Regions from separate parts of the Mus musculus genome. Here region 1 is linked to region 2. Evidence: chromatin contacts called from public HiChIP or PLAC-seq data. All regions are on one chromosome and are shown on one strand. Each heading gives the region's core, a stretch centred on a gene start, on an enhancer-like site or on the middle of the called end of the contact. The rest is flanking DNA. Distances are from core to core; before and after follow the strand shown. Region 1 holds the start of Pcnt (pericentrin (kendrin)). Region 2 holds the start of Col18a1 (collagen, type XVIII, alpha 1).

The links. HiChIP or PLAC-seq counts read pairs in DNA pulled down with a chosen protein or histone mark.
Region 1: a contact with region 2 is called in an HNF4G HiChIP or PLAC-seq map of pancreatic cancer cells. The contact joins the promoter of Pcnt here to the promoter of Col18a1 in region 2. A contact is called at or near these places in 2 of 115 datasets of contacts at active chromatin or transcription factors (bone marrow-derived macrophages and pancreatic cancer cells).

Annotation. Positions count from the first base shown.
Region 1 is chr10:76,439,472-76,446,016 of GRCm38.p6, forward strand. Pcnt (pericentrin (kendrin)) reads right to left here and starts at 3,441. Exons shown (of 42, transcript NM_008787.3): 1 at 3,094-3,441; 2 at 672-884. The coding sequence starts at 3,147.
Region 2 is chr10:77,162,496-77,169,237 of GRCm38.p6, forward strand. It overlaps Col18a1 (collagen, type XVIII, alpha 1), which reads right to left and starts at 4,035. Exons shown (of 42, transcript NM_009929.3): 1 at 3,944-4,035; 2 at 3,795-3,865. The coding sequence starts at 3,954.

The sequences.
Region 1 (6,545 bases), core at 2,191-4,690, 720 kb before region 2:
ACAGTGTACTCATATATAAGATAAGCAAGAAAGTCATTTAAAAAAAAAAGAGTAGTCTGCAGGGTCAGGAAGGTGAGGGAGTCACTGGTGGGGCACAGGGGGTGGGGTGCTCCCACTATTCATAGAACTAAGCAGCCAGAGACCAGCTCTTTCCAACACACACAGTTTTTGCCACACCTTCTCCCTTCCCCAATCACACCGGTGCATTCAAAAGCAGACGAAGGAATGTCAAACAGAATGCACCACACCCACAGCACTCTCAGTCCCCTTACCAAAGCACCAAACTGACATTCCTCTTTTACACAACTGCCCGGAAACTCTTCAAACATCATATTAAAGAAAAAACCCCAGGCTTGTGGATAAAGCAGCTGCCACACAAACCAAGCAAGCATCTTAGGTTCAATTCCCAGAAGTTACACAATGGTGGAAGGAGAGGACTTTCTCCACAAAGTCATCAAAGTCCACAGGAGCGCCAGGACACACACAGTAAGAAACAAAGTCAGCTGTAAGGAGGAGCCATCTATTCACGGGAAACCCATCTACTCACCTTTTAAAACGAAAATCCCTCTCTCCCCGTTTTTTGAAAGGCGAAATCAGAAGGTCCCTTTTAGTACATTACTACGGCAACAAAAAGCTAGACAACACGTTAATGTAATGATACGGAAGTCTACCTGAGCTGCAGATGCCCCTCTGGTCCCCTCCAGGGTGTTGCTGCATGATGGGCTTTCAAAGACCGCCCCTCCTTGGGGGAGCTCGCTGTTGGGAGTGGCTACCGAACCCTCCTCCTGGACAGACGCATGGACAGCCGAACCCTTCCTCTTCGCCGTCTTTTTCTTCGAATTCGGACAGTCACCTTTTGTTTTTCTCTGTCGGAAGTTAGCAAGCTGCGGAAAAATTGAGAGCAGTAGTAGAAGCAGAGGTAAACCAGGAAGAAGTAACAAAACCACAAGGTCACCACACTTGTGGGGAGCATGAGGTCCGCGCTAGCGCCAACCACTCAGCCGCACGGGGGCGAGCGACCGCTTTCCCAGAAAACACTGCCTTCACTGACATCGATGCCCTTGGCATGAAGCTCAAAAATGACACGGAGTCTACAAATGGCTATTAATGATGCCTACAAGCAGGCAAAAAGAAAGCAATATGGCTGGGTGAAAGATTGGCTGTTCTAAGCCTTGGATAGTTTACAACAGATTTAAAATGCATCGATTTAACACACTGAGAGCTTAATTAAGTCTATATTCAAGTCTTAAAACTATGACATGAAGCTAGATCATCCCCTTCTTGCCCCCATTCGTCCCTAATGGAAGCAATCCATCGCCCAGCCAAAACTTCTTAGCCATAGACTCTGAGACGAGGTACAGAAATAGCAAAAACTTAATTAAGCCAGGTCAATCTAGCATCTTCCTTTGCAGAATCTTGATGCTCTACTTCTGACACAGCGCAGCAAAGCACTAGGGAGCATCCCAGAATGTTGCCTGCCAGTCAGAGGCACAGCGTAGCTCCTTTCTGTCCCTCAGATACAAGGCTTTTTGACTGTATTCACACACAATCTCCTCCTCGTACCCTATTCAAAAAGGCAAGCGCTGGTGTGCCAACGTCTCACTGGGGTGGGGTGGGGGGACATCTATTCCCTCAAATCACAACCAAGGCCACCCAAGCAGATGTGCCCCTGTTGATGAAAAGAGAAACGCACAGTTTCGTTGGCGGAGGAAATTAACAAGGCCACTTATCTGTGGGAAGAGAAATTTGAAGGGCACTGCCTACAGTACCAACTCTGTTCTAATCTCTTGCCTTCTCCACTGAATGCAACTGTCTGCCTCAGAGCTCGCCCTCTGCAGCATGTACTTGGTCTCTGGCCATGAACCTTCAATGAGTGGCCTTCTGGTTCGTCTCATTAGCCTCCATCTCCCTAAGGATATCTAATTGGGTTCACAAACCCACCCAAGTACAGACACCAGTTCCCCTGGTGAAGTACTAAACTTCACATGCCCTCATTTCTCAAAGTGTCTATCTACATGTGCCCAGCTTATACCCCATAAGGGCCACAATGGCTTCTGGCCGGCACCTGTAATCTGACATTGCTGTGCTCTCATTTCCTCTGTGTATTTTGCATGTTTTTTCGAAGTGGGTGCAGGGTGATAGTGGTGGTGGGGTTGTTGACACAAATGAAGAATTGCTGTTACTAGGCGAACCACAAAATCAACACAGCCCTTTCATGAAGGCTATAGCTATACTGTCCTGACAGTACAGGGTAGGGACACAGCCTCTGGTTCCACAGCCATGATAGCTGGCCAGAGATCCACTTCCAAAATGTTCGCACCTTCTCTTCCTCTGAATCCCCATCACCTTTCAAATAACTATCTTGCCAGGCAGTGGTCGTGCATGCCTTTAATCCCAGCACTTGGGAGGCAGAGGCAGGAGGATTTCTGAGTTCGAGGCCTGCCTGGTCTACCAAGTGAGTTCCAGGACAGCCAGGACTATACAGAGAAACCCTGTCTCGAAAAAAACAAAACAAAACAAAACAAAAAAACAAAACAACTATCTTAACAGCCACAAGTGTTCCCAGGGTAGAGTCTCAAACAAATTCAAAATCTGAGGCAGAAGGAGGTGAGAAGAGGACCCTCGGTAGTATGGCAGTTGTGGGGCCCGGCCAGAGAGCGAACAACGAAATACAACAACAGGACACCACTAGGGAGCAAAGTTCTTGGTTCCCTGGGAAAATAAAGTCTGAAGACGGTCTTTAAAAAGCCTTGGACAGTTTAGTCTCAGGAAAGTGCCTGAGCACCGGAAGCACAACAACTAAGAATGCTAGGTGACCAGGACCCGCCCATGGCGCTCGGGCCCACCTACAAGTCGTACGTCTCTGACGCTGATTGGCTGTGGGTGTAATAGGGCGGAGCGAGACAGAGGGCGCTGGATTCAAGATGGCGGCGCCTAGGAAGTGAATTCCGCAGAAGCGGCGGGAAGGACAAGCGCCCGGCAGTTCCCACTGCTCCACCGCCACCGCTTGTGTCAAGCGGCGGTCTGAGCACCGGAACCGCTTTAGGATTTCTTCCCCACCGCAAAGCTGAGAGAAGGATGCTACCGTCTAACCTTGGCTCTCCCAGCCTCCACCTTCCTGCGCCGCTGCTCCTGCTCGTCTTCCATCTCCACCTGGGCTCCCGGCGAGTCGCTCGGAGGTGACAGGGCGGCGGCGACACCGCCTTCGCTCTATTTACACTCCCTCCCTTCACCCACTCGCCTCCCCACCCCCCATACACACAACTGTCAGCTTCGCCCCGCCAATCCGGAGCCCCGTGTGGCCTTGCGCACGCGCGCTCCGCTGACGCTCCAAGGGCGGAGAGCCATCTCTCTGGTCCCCAATTGGTACGCCGACGCTCTCCACCCTCTTCATCCACGCCAATGAGCGAGGCGCGGCGTTCCCGGGGCTCGCGGGCGTTCGTCGACTGGGCGGCGGGAAGGTTTGGACAAACCGTTTTCCCGAGGCGGTGCTACCTATCGCCCTCTCCCGACAGGAGGAGGACTTACATACCAGCGGCTCTCCATGCCTCCGGTGCGCTCTGGGCACTCTCTCCCGCACTTTGCCAAAGTCGTTTTTTCTGTCGCGATGTGTTTCTGCGAACACTGGGGCATCCTCTAGGATCCACCAGCCCCCACTTTTGGTTCTCAGGTGCAGTCAACTGGGAGTCCTGCTTCCCTTCTTTGACCACTTCGGCCCCTCCTGAACACGGTCCCCTGTCTTCAATCCAAATCCAAAGAACAGAGTATAGCCAGAGTTACTCATTGAATGACACCTAAAACTTAGACCGCTGTCCCCAGTGGACCCCAGAGTTGCCACCCAGGGCCGTTTTGCATTCACGCACACGCTTCAATGTACAGAGTCGCTGTGTGTTCAGGCACCTGACTCTCACTCCATCCATCACCTCTACCAGGAAAGTCTTTCTGCCATAAGGAAATAAAGAAACTATGGTCCATTTGTAGTAAGAGGCGCGTTTAAAGCTCATCGGTGGATTACAGGAAATTAGGAGGATTGGGCCCTTGGATTCCCTAGCCGGCAGCAGGTTCTTTCTTGCCTAACATTTATTAATTTATCATTGGGTTGAAACGTTGCAGGCTGTTAACATGACTAACATAAAAGGAGAGGATCTGAGCTCCAGGATATATGTCAAGAGCTTTGCATCCTGCACGGATAGGATAGGGAAGCTGGAGAGAGGGTAATGCCTATAAGAATGAATCCTCCTGAAGAACTCAGTAGTGTGGAATTTGGGAACAGGGAAATGCCGTAAGGGCTATAAAACCTATTTTATACCAAATCTGCATGACAGCCGTTTTTGCCTTCTCTCTAGGCTGACACCCAACTTTACAAGATCCAAAAAATAAATTGTTTCACTTTCATGACTCAAAAGACTTCAAGCCTCTTAGGAAGTGTCTCTTGCACTGATGAAAACACTGAGTGGGTGGGGGTCCCTCTGGACAGACCTATCCTCTAGGATATGTTGGTCTCAGTCTTTGAGCCATGCAATATTTAAGGAATGTTTGAAGGGTGGTCGGTCATATTTTACATATCAAAACTTAAAGGACTGGAGAGATCAGCAGTTAAGAGCATTAGCTGCTCTTCCAGAGAACCCCCAGTTGATTCGCAGTACCCAATGGTGGCTCACAATTGTTACTCCAGTTCAGAGGATCTGATGCACACCTCTGGCTTCTGAGGGCACCAAAAACTCATGTGGCGCACATTGGTACCCATAAAATAATTTTTAAAGTATAAATAAATACCTAATAATATTTATTTCTTTGAACTATGAGTATGTTTGTGTCTCTGTGTGGAACTGGCAGGTATCCTTAGAGGTAAGAAGAGGGTGTTAAATGCCCTAAAGCTGGAGTTACAGGCAATTGTGCGTCAACAGATGTGGGTTCTGGGATCTAAATTACCCCCTCACTCACTAAGGAAATCCCTGCTTCGTATAGTGGCACGTGTCTTATACCCAGCACTGGAGAGGTGGGTCTCTGAGTTCAGGGCCAGCCAGGGCTAAAAAGAGAGACCCTATGTAAATATAAAATAAAAAGACTTGCTTGCTTAAAGCCCAATGTTAAGAAGACATTTTCTGCAGTGGGGTTCCCTTCTCTTAGAACCAGATGTGGGTTCTGGCATCTAAATTCTCTCAGACGACTATAACTTGTCCCAGGTTAACAGAGAACTAGCAGCCAGCATTGAGTGCATACTGCTCTTACAAAGGACCAGAGTTTGGTTCCTAGCAACCATGTCAAACAGCTCACAACTGCCTATAATGCCAGCTCCAAGGGGGATTAGCTGCCTCTGACCTTGTCAGTACTGGCAACCACATGCAAATACTCATGTACAGACACATACATACACATACATAATTAAAATAATAAAATGTCTTTAAAATCTAATTTAAAATAAAATTGGGGGGGCTAGAGCAATGCCTTGGGGTCTGAGGGCACTTGCTGCTCTTGAGGAATGCTATATAAGAGTCTGGGATAAGGGGTGGTCATCAAGGAGTGCCACCCAGCTCAACCCATAGGCTAGACAGAGAACTGGATATCCTGGGAGGACGACCAATGTGAAGACATGGTAAGCATCAGGCTTGAGACACAGGATGCCCTCGGAAGCCAGGAAAGTGAGAGTAACAGAGAAAAGGAAGGCTGAGGCTTCGGGGACATGAAGTGGCTAACTTCTTTGAAAGTGAGAGTAACAGAGAAAAGGAAGGCTGAGGCTGCGGGGACATGAAGTGGCTAACTTCTTTGGGGGTGGGGTGGGAAAGAAGTGACCCCAGCAGCAAAAGGCAGCTGCTCTTTGTTTTGTCTGACATCCTTTTTTGTTGTTTGTTTTTGTTTTTTTCGAGACAGGGTTTCTCTGTGTAGCCCTGGTTGTCCTGGAACTCACTCTGTAGATCAGGCTGGCCTTGAACTCAGAAATCCCCCTGCCTCTGCCTCCCAAGTGCTGGGATTAAAGGCGTATGCCACCACTGCCCAGATTATCTGACATTTTTTTTTTTTGTTCTATATGTGAAGCTTTTAAACACACAGTAACTATCCTATCACATAATCAGAACAAGGCATTCTACTGGCAGTCTCCCCTCCCCCAACCCCACTCCCCCAACCCCACTCCCCCATCCCCCAGCCATCCCAAACAGATTTAGGTAAAGCTATATGTAGCACTCCACGGGCTATGAAAACTTAAGGCTTCGGTGTTGATTCCATTCTGAGGCTACACACAAACAGTTCAAAACACTCACTGCATTAAAGTGATACGTAGGCAGAAAGGCTTGAATAATCAGATGTGAGTTTTGCTTGAGTTTGAGCAATAATGAGAATGGTGGGTATTCCGGTAGCTCTCTGATGCTCCAAGAGGGCAGCTGGTTATTTAGGTAACCAATAATGAGGAAACAACTGCTGTGACCAGCTGGAGCTTCACCAAGGACCTTGCGCCTGCCTTTGGAGCCCTGCTTCAGCGTGTGATCAGCCAGGGAGGTATCTTCCCCTGGAATGGAGGTGTCTGTGTTTTAATGACCAAGTCTTCC
Region 2 (6,742 bases), core at 2,785-5,284:
AGAGGAACAGAGCTATTCCACTCCTGGGATGTATGTTAGATGCTCCCAGACTGTTCTATGATTTCATCATGACACTTGCAATTCAAAATGGAGCAAATTTTCAAACCTCATAAACATACCAAATATATTTCAACTGTTTCTTTTCTAACAGAGAGCATCTGATGAAGTTCTAAGTCCTGAGTCTACATCTGTGGTCCAAGAAATGTTCATGGAGTAGTTAGTGGTCCAGGACTCCTTGGGCCTCCCAGTGAACCCAACTTTTCTAACACTACAGATGGAGACAGAACTCAGAAGTCGCCGGGCAGTGGTGGCGCATGCCTTTAATCCCAGCACTTGGGAGTCAGAGGCAGGTGAATTTCTGAATTTGAGGACAGCCTGGTCTACAGAGTGAGTTCCAGGACAGCCAGGGCTACACAGAGAAACCCTGTCTCAAAAAAACCAAAAAAAAAAAAAAAAAAAAAAAAAAAATCAACAACAACAACAAAATAAAAGAACTCAGAAGTTTACATAGACAAAGAACATGTGTGTATATGTGTGCGTGCACACACATGCGCACACTCAAGTGTGTATTCATGTGCAACTGTTCTGGCCTGTTTACTTCTACGTGTGAGTATATGTTGTGGTTTTTGTGGATGGTGCTGCATGTGTGCGTGTGCATGCATGTATGTATTCATGTGCAACTGTTCTGGCATGCCCCATGTACTTCCATATTTGTATGTATGAATGTATGTATGTATGTTGGGTTTTCCTTTGTGGTTGATGCTGCATTGCATGGGGCTTGTGTGTGTGCTTGCACATACATGTGCGTGCATGCATGGTATGCATTTGTGACTGTGAGAATGTTCACCTGTTTGTGTGCACATTTATGTATGAACACACATGGGCATTTGGGGGGCACAAATGTGAATGAGTTTGTGTGCATGAGTGCATATGTGGTTTGCATTGTGTGAACATGTATGCATATCTGTATGTCCATTTATGTATGAACATCGCATTCATGGTCACTTGTGCCCTGAGCACATATATACACGAATATGCATGTCTGTACAGTACATTTTCAAAGTGGAACAGCAGTGAGCAGAGGCAGCGCTCTGGCCTGATTAGCCACAGCATCTACCTGCACCCTGGGGAGGTCAGCTCACTCCTTCTAGGTTTCCTCAGGAAGAGGGCTTCCCCTCTCTCAGCCCCCCTCCCTTCCTTTGAAGGAAAAACAGGAGTACCCTGAAAAACAAGTTTTGCTGAAATTCAAAACTATCTTCAAGGTCTTTGCATCTGAATCCTGAAGACTCCCCAGTGGGTGAGGCAAGGAATGGGAGCCCTTTCCCACTAACTTAAAGTCTAATGTTACCAAGTGCCTGTGTGCCCCATCCCTGCAGACCTACTGAGGGAATGCAGCTCAGGGGCACTGCTGTGTGCTAAAGCAGCTGTAGTCAGTAGCGATGCTAAGAGTCAGGCATAGAGCACAGGCAATCTGTAGGAAAGTCAAGCACGAGAAGAGCTGGGGACAAGAGGATATGAAGTCAGCACCAGGGTGGTTATGAGCACCCATAGATGCCTCCTTGGCGTGTCCTCTTTCCTCACAGACCCCTCTTTAAAGTCCATAACCACACGGCGAATAGGAGTGCACAAGAGAAGAAACTGCAGACAAATGGGGGACCTTGCATATCCTAGGAGTCCTAGGTGGTGTGACAGCTCCCCCGAGGCAGGTTAAGAGTAGAGATACAACCCACTATTTCAGAGCATCCAAAGGAATCTCAGAATGGGCAGCACCTCAGGACCAGTCCAAAAACAGAGAGGGGCTTTGCTCAGCATAGACACATTTATTTGGAGATGTAGCTAGGCCTCCAGGCAGCTAAGGGCGGTTTCTACATGACCCAAGCAAATCACAACCTGCCAGTCAGGATTTCAGGCATATTAGTTCTCCCCCACCCCACCCCCATACCTCCTCCCCCTCCATACCCATCCCCCACCCCCAATAACTTAAAAGCTCAACAGTTATCCTGGTCCAGAGGACTCAGCCCTACCGGGATGAGGAGCCCTGGCCATGTTGGGGGAGGAGCTGGTGTAAGCAACACAAGCCGCGGCCCCCGCCCCCCCCCCCCCCACTGAGCAGCTTTTGACTCAACCTCCAGGAGGCAAAAGAATCACATTCCTTGGACATCTCTAGAGGGACCTCCCTGTCCCTGAGGGTGCACCACTAAAACCCCCAACAGTAGCTACAGCAAGCAGAGAGACATCACCTTCCCAAGGTTATCCTTAGATCGCCAAGTTTACAGACACAGAGGTTTGTTCCACCCAAAGGCTAAAATTACGATCTATCACCTTTCTACACTTGAAACCAGTCTAGCTGGGGGGCTGGTGTGTGTGTGTGTGTGTGTGCTGCTCTCTCCAGCATCTTTCCTTTGTCATCAGTGGTTACAGAAGAGGCCCCAGGCTTACAAATCCCTGTCTGCAGCCCCTGCCAGGCCCTCATTTGATTAATAGCCCCAAGTGCCACGCGGTTGGTCAGTAAGAACAGCCTGGCCAAGACCCATCTCCTGCAGTTGAAAGGCGTTACCCTACCCCCACCCCACCCCACCCCACCCCACCCCCTGTAGTTAACACAAATAAATGAAGAACTATCTGCTACCCAAGCAACAGGTGCTTTTCAGATCTGCTGTTTAAAAGGGCCTGTACTGATGTTTAGCCTGAAGTGACTAACGCACTAAAGCAATGTACCAAGTTACTTTTCCTTCCCAGAGTGACTCCCCTCCTCTCTTTATCTTTTATCCTTCATGATGCTGTGGCAAGAGGCCTGGGACCACAGCAGGTGATACTGCAGAGTTCGGATTTGGTTCTTTCGGGAGGTCACCAGCAGGCGCCTTTGTGATAAAGCGCGGGGTTTCTACCCCGGCAGTCTGGCATTGCACCAACCCCCAACTCAGGAGCCTCTTGGATATGTTGAGCAGGAGGAGAGCAGCCAGTTGCTGGTTAGCTGCAGAATCTCTGAGCTGGTGGCAAAGCAGTTCTCAGTGCGCCCATGCTGCTGCGGTCCTCACAGGGCAGCAAAGAAGGCGACGATTCCGTGGGCTTAGGAGCATTGTGGCCGGCCTGACTGCGCTTGGCGCTCATCAGCATCAAAGGGGACCGCGCGCAACCCGACACCACTGCAGGCGCGGGGGACAGGGGCCTGGAGCTGCAGTGGTACACAAAGACTAGCCGGCCACCGGAGTCCGGCCCCGGGCAAACGCGCGCAGTTTTGCCTCAACAGGTTGGAAACGCAAAGATGACGCCATGCACTTAACGATCTTTCTCGGTTCTTTCTCAGCCGTGACAAACCCCGCCCACGGTCCCTCCCGAGGACCTGGAGGGACCGGCGGCGGCCACTCACTCAAGCGTTGACCAGAATGAGGCCAGGAAGGGCAACATTGGTGAGGTGGGACACGGGTGTATGCCTCTGCTTGCCTAGCCAGCGGAACGCACAAACTTCCCCGCAGAGCCGCTTAAGTCTGGCCACCCCACAAGGGACTCCAAACACGGACAGCTCGCACCCCGGAACCCCAGACGCTCAAACCCTAGAGAATGAATGGCCAACATAAGCAACACAGCACTGAAAACGCCACCATCGCGCTACCCTTGAGCGCTCCAGCCACCGGCCGCCACCTGCGCGTGGGCAGGGCCCGGACGCCACTGCCTCCCGGCAGACCGTACAGGATAAGAGGTGGCTGTTTCGGGGACAAGCCACAGAACTGCACAAAAGGCACGTAAGTAGAGCGAACCCTGGGGCACCAAGTTATGTTTCCATCCAGGCTTACCTGGCTCTGCCCAGGAGACGCGTGCCACCAGCAGCAAGACCAAACTGGTGAGCACATCCAGGAGGTGCCACCTGCGGAGGACAGTCACAGGTCAGTGGAGCCCAAGAGACCCGCAACCCCTCTCACCCTTTAGCCCTGAGCCTGCAAACCTGGGCGCCATCTCCCCAGGCCAGGCCGTCTGCGCCCGGATGCTGCACCCAGCTCCTCGGTGAGCCGCTAGCCCACAGTGCTCCCGACCGCTGCTGCGGGCTAGGGCAGGGGTGGGCAGGGGCGGGACGGGGCGGAGACAGCTCGATGGGCGGGGCTCTGGGCTCAAGAAGCAGAGCTGGGCCAGAGAGGACCCGGTGAGCAATCTGGTAGGATCGGAACCTGGGAGCAAGCAGGGTGAACAAGGGCTGGCATCTATCGCAGCTTCTAAAACTCTGAGTGGCAGTCTCGTCCTCTCTCCAATGTCTCCAACGCGGGTGTTGTCCCTTCATACCATGTTGCCTCCTGAAGCTACCAGAGGCAATATGTGAGATCCAGATTCAAAGCCAGAGCAAGGTGCAAGGATGTCCCGCATTCATTAATTCATGCCCACTGCAGGGCATGTGTTCAGTCTGTGAGGTGGACAACGGGAAGGTCAGAGATTTGAAGAAAGAAGACATCTACCATCAGTGGAAACTTCGGAGCGACCACGACCACTTCTTATGTCCCTTGCACTCTTGGATCCCTGGGTGTGTCATGAGGGTCCTGCCAGCCTCAATATCTCCACTGTCTTCTAGTCCAGGGCAGGCTCTCTAAACCGTGCACGTTGCCATGGTGCACCCCCACGGGTATCTCCTCCAAGAGCTGCCTGCAGGTGTACATGTGTTATGAAGCCAGCCACACCCAGGGGTGACCCCTGTCCCCACATCCACCCCCCCCACACACAATTGGAATACCCAGAGACAAAAAGGTACCTTCAAGTAAGCACACACACACACACACACATTTTTCTCTCTTTTGGGCTCCTTCCTCCAACAACAGGGCAGCATGGCCTTCCTGGCCTGGCCTTTAACAAAATCAGAGACATTGACCCCTATCAAACAGCAAATCCAGATTCCAGAAAGCCATTCGCGCTGGCCTAGTGACAATTTCCCAAATTCCCCAGCCCTCATCCTTGCCCATCTCCACTGTCCTTCTTAGCCTGGCTCATTTCCCAGACCACAAAGAACTATCCAGGTTCAGCCAGGGTCCCCAGACCTTCTCACACCTCCACCCTGAGTCTGTACCATCTCAAGTGACTCACACTTTTTCTGCAGACCAGAGACCAAGTCCTTCAGTAACACCCCATAGCTTTTCCTAAACCCCAGAGTTCTTCCTAATCCTCCCAGGCCCCTCTCCAGTCTCCCTTCCTCTTAGTCTCCATATAGCCTCCTGACCTGGGCTGGTTCTGCCCTCCCTCTGCCCACTGCTCCGCAGCTGCAGCCCGAGGCCTGCTTGGGATTCTCATCTGCTCACATCATCTGAATCCTCTCCAGGCTTCAAAGGCCGGATCCTGCCCCAGACCCAGGGGCCTGCCCAGTCTCGCCCATCCACCTGGCCCACATCCCCACTTCATCCGCCTTCAAACCTGGAGTCCCTGTCCAGGTGAAAAGGGCACAGGGAGGAAGAAAGCAATCTAGAGGACTGTAGTCCACATTTTTTTAAAAGAATACAAATGATTGATTGCCCTGCACTCTTTTTCAAAACTATTTCAGAGGCGAGGATAGGTCCATGTGCTGTCTGTGCCTGGCAGGTCTTTGTGTGCAACTCCACGTGTGTTTTTCCATAGTTATACTTAGCATGTGCACGTGTGTGTCCGATGACATGTATTCGTGCACACATACATGTAGGGGCATGTCCTGGATCTCAGTAATCCTGTCTCTCTTTGTATTCATGTCTGTCTACCTGGAAGCCATGCCCATGTGGGGAGTCTGAGGTAGACTTGGGGGAAGGAGAAGGAGTTTGGGGGGAGGGGGAGGAGGGGGTTCTTGTTTCTTCTGCCTGCCTTCCAGGTCTGCTCCCACTGCAGTAGGGCCTAATTCCTCAATCTTCAATTAGCCGATTGGAGCTCAACTATGTGTCCAAAACTGCAGGCCTCTGCAGGTGGCGGGATGTAGCCCCCAGGGCTGTCTGTCATTCCTGGGAGAAATCCTGAAATGGAGGGGGGCACACCAGGCATCCGGGGGCTTCAGAGTCCGCTGCCTGCCTTCTTCAAGGTTTGACACCTCAGGCTGAGGGGAGTCCACTTCAGAAGAGTTTGGGGATGGTGAAGGAGGAGCAGCAGGAGACAAGCAAGCCTCCTGGTCTTTCCCAGACACAGGGAAGATTATTCAAAGGTGTCAAAGCTACTGACAATGGAAATCACCCACAGGAGCTCTCTGCTATGAATGCAGTGTCAGGAAGCAACAGTGGCTGTTAAAAAAAATCCCGGCATGTTCTATACGTCTTTCCTATAGTCTCTGTCCTGCTCTTGGGCCCTTACAACATCTCCATTCCCCCCATAATATTCACAGCTTTTTCCTAGAAGGGTTTTGATCCCTTCGTATATACAATTAACACATGATCACTCTAGAAGGGGGGGGGGGGGCTGAAAATACAGAAATGCACTTAGGAAGATCTCAGTTAGTGCTAGACTCTATGCCCTTCCTCTTCTTCCGCATCAATATGCTCAGCTCTAGCCCTAGTCTCTGCAACTGAGGGGCACAGAAGAGGAAACACATACACACAGAGAGAGGGGGAGGGAGAGAGAGAGAGAGAGAGAGAGAGAGAGAGAGAGATCGGTCCTCAGCATGGTGCCTGGCTCCCCTAGCATCTTGGGTTCAACTCCAGACTCTGTTTCTACTCTTATGCCCAGAGCGACACCATGGAGTTGGGCATGAGCTACGTGTGAGTCAGCTTCCTGTTGCTGTGACAAAATTAAAAAAAACACAATCAACTTAGAA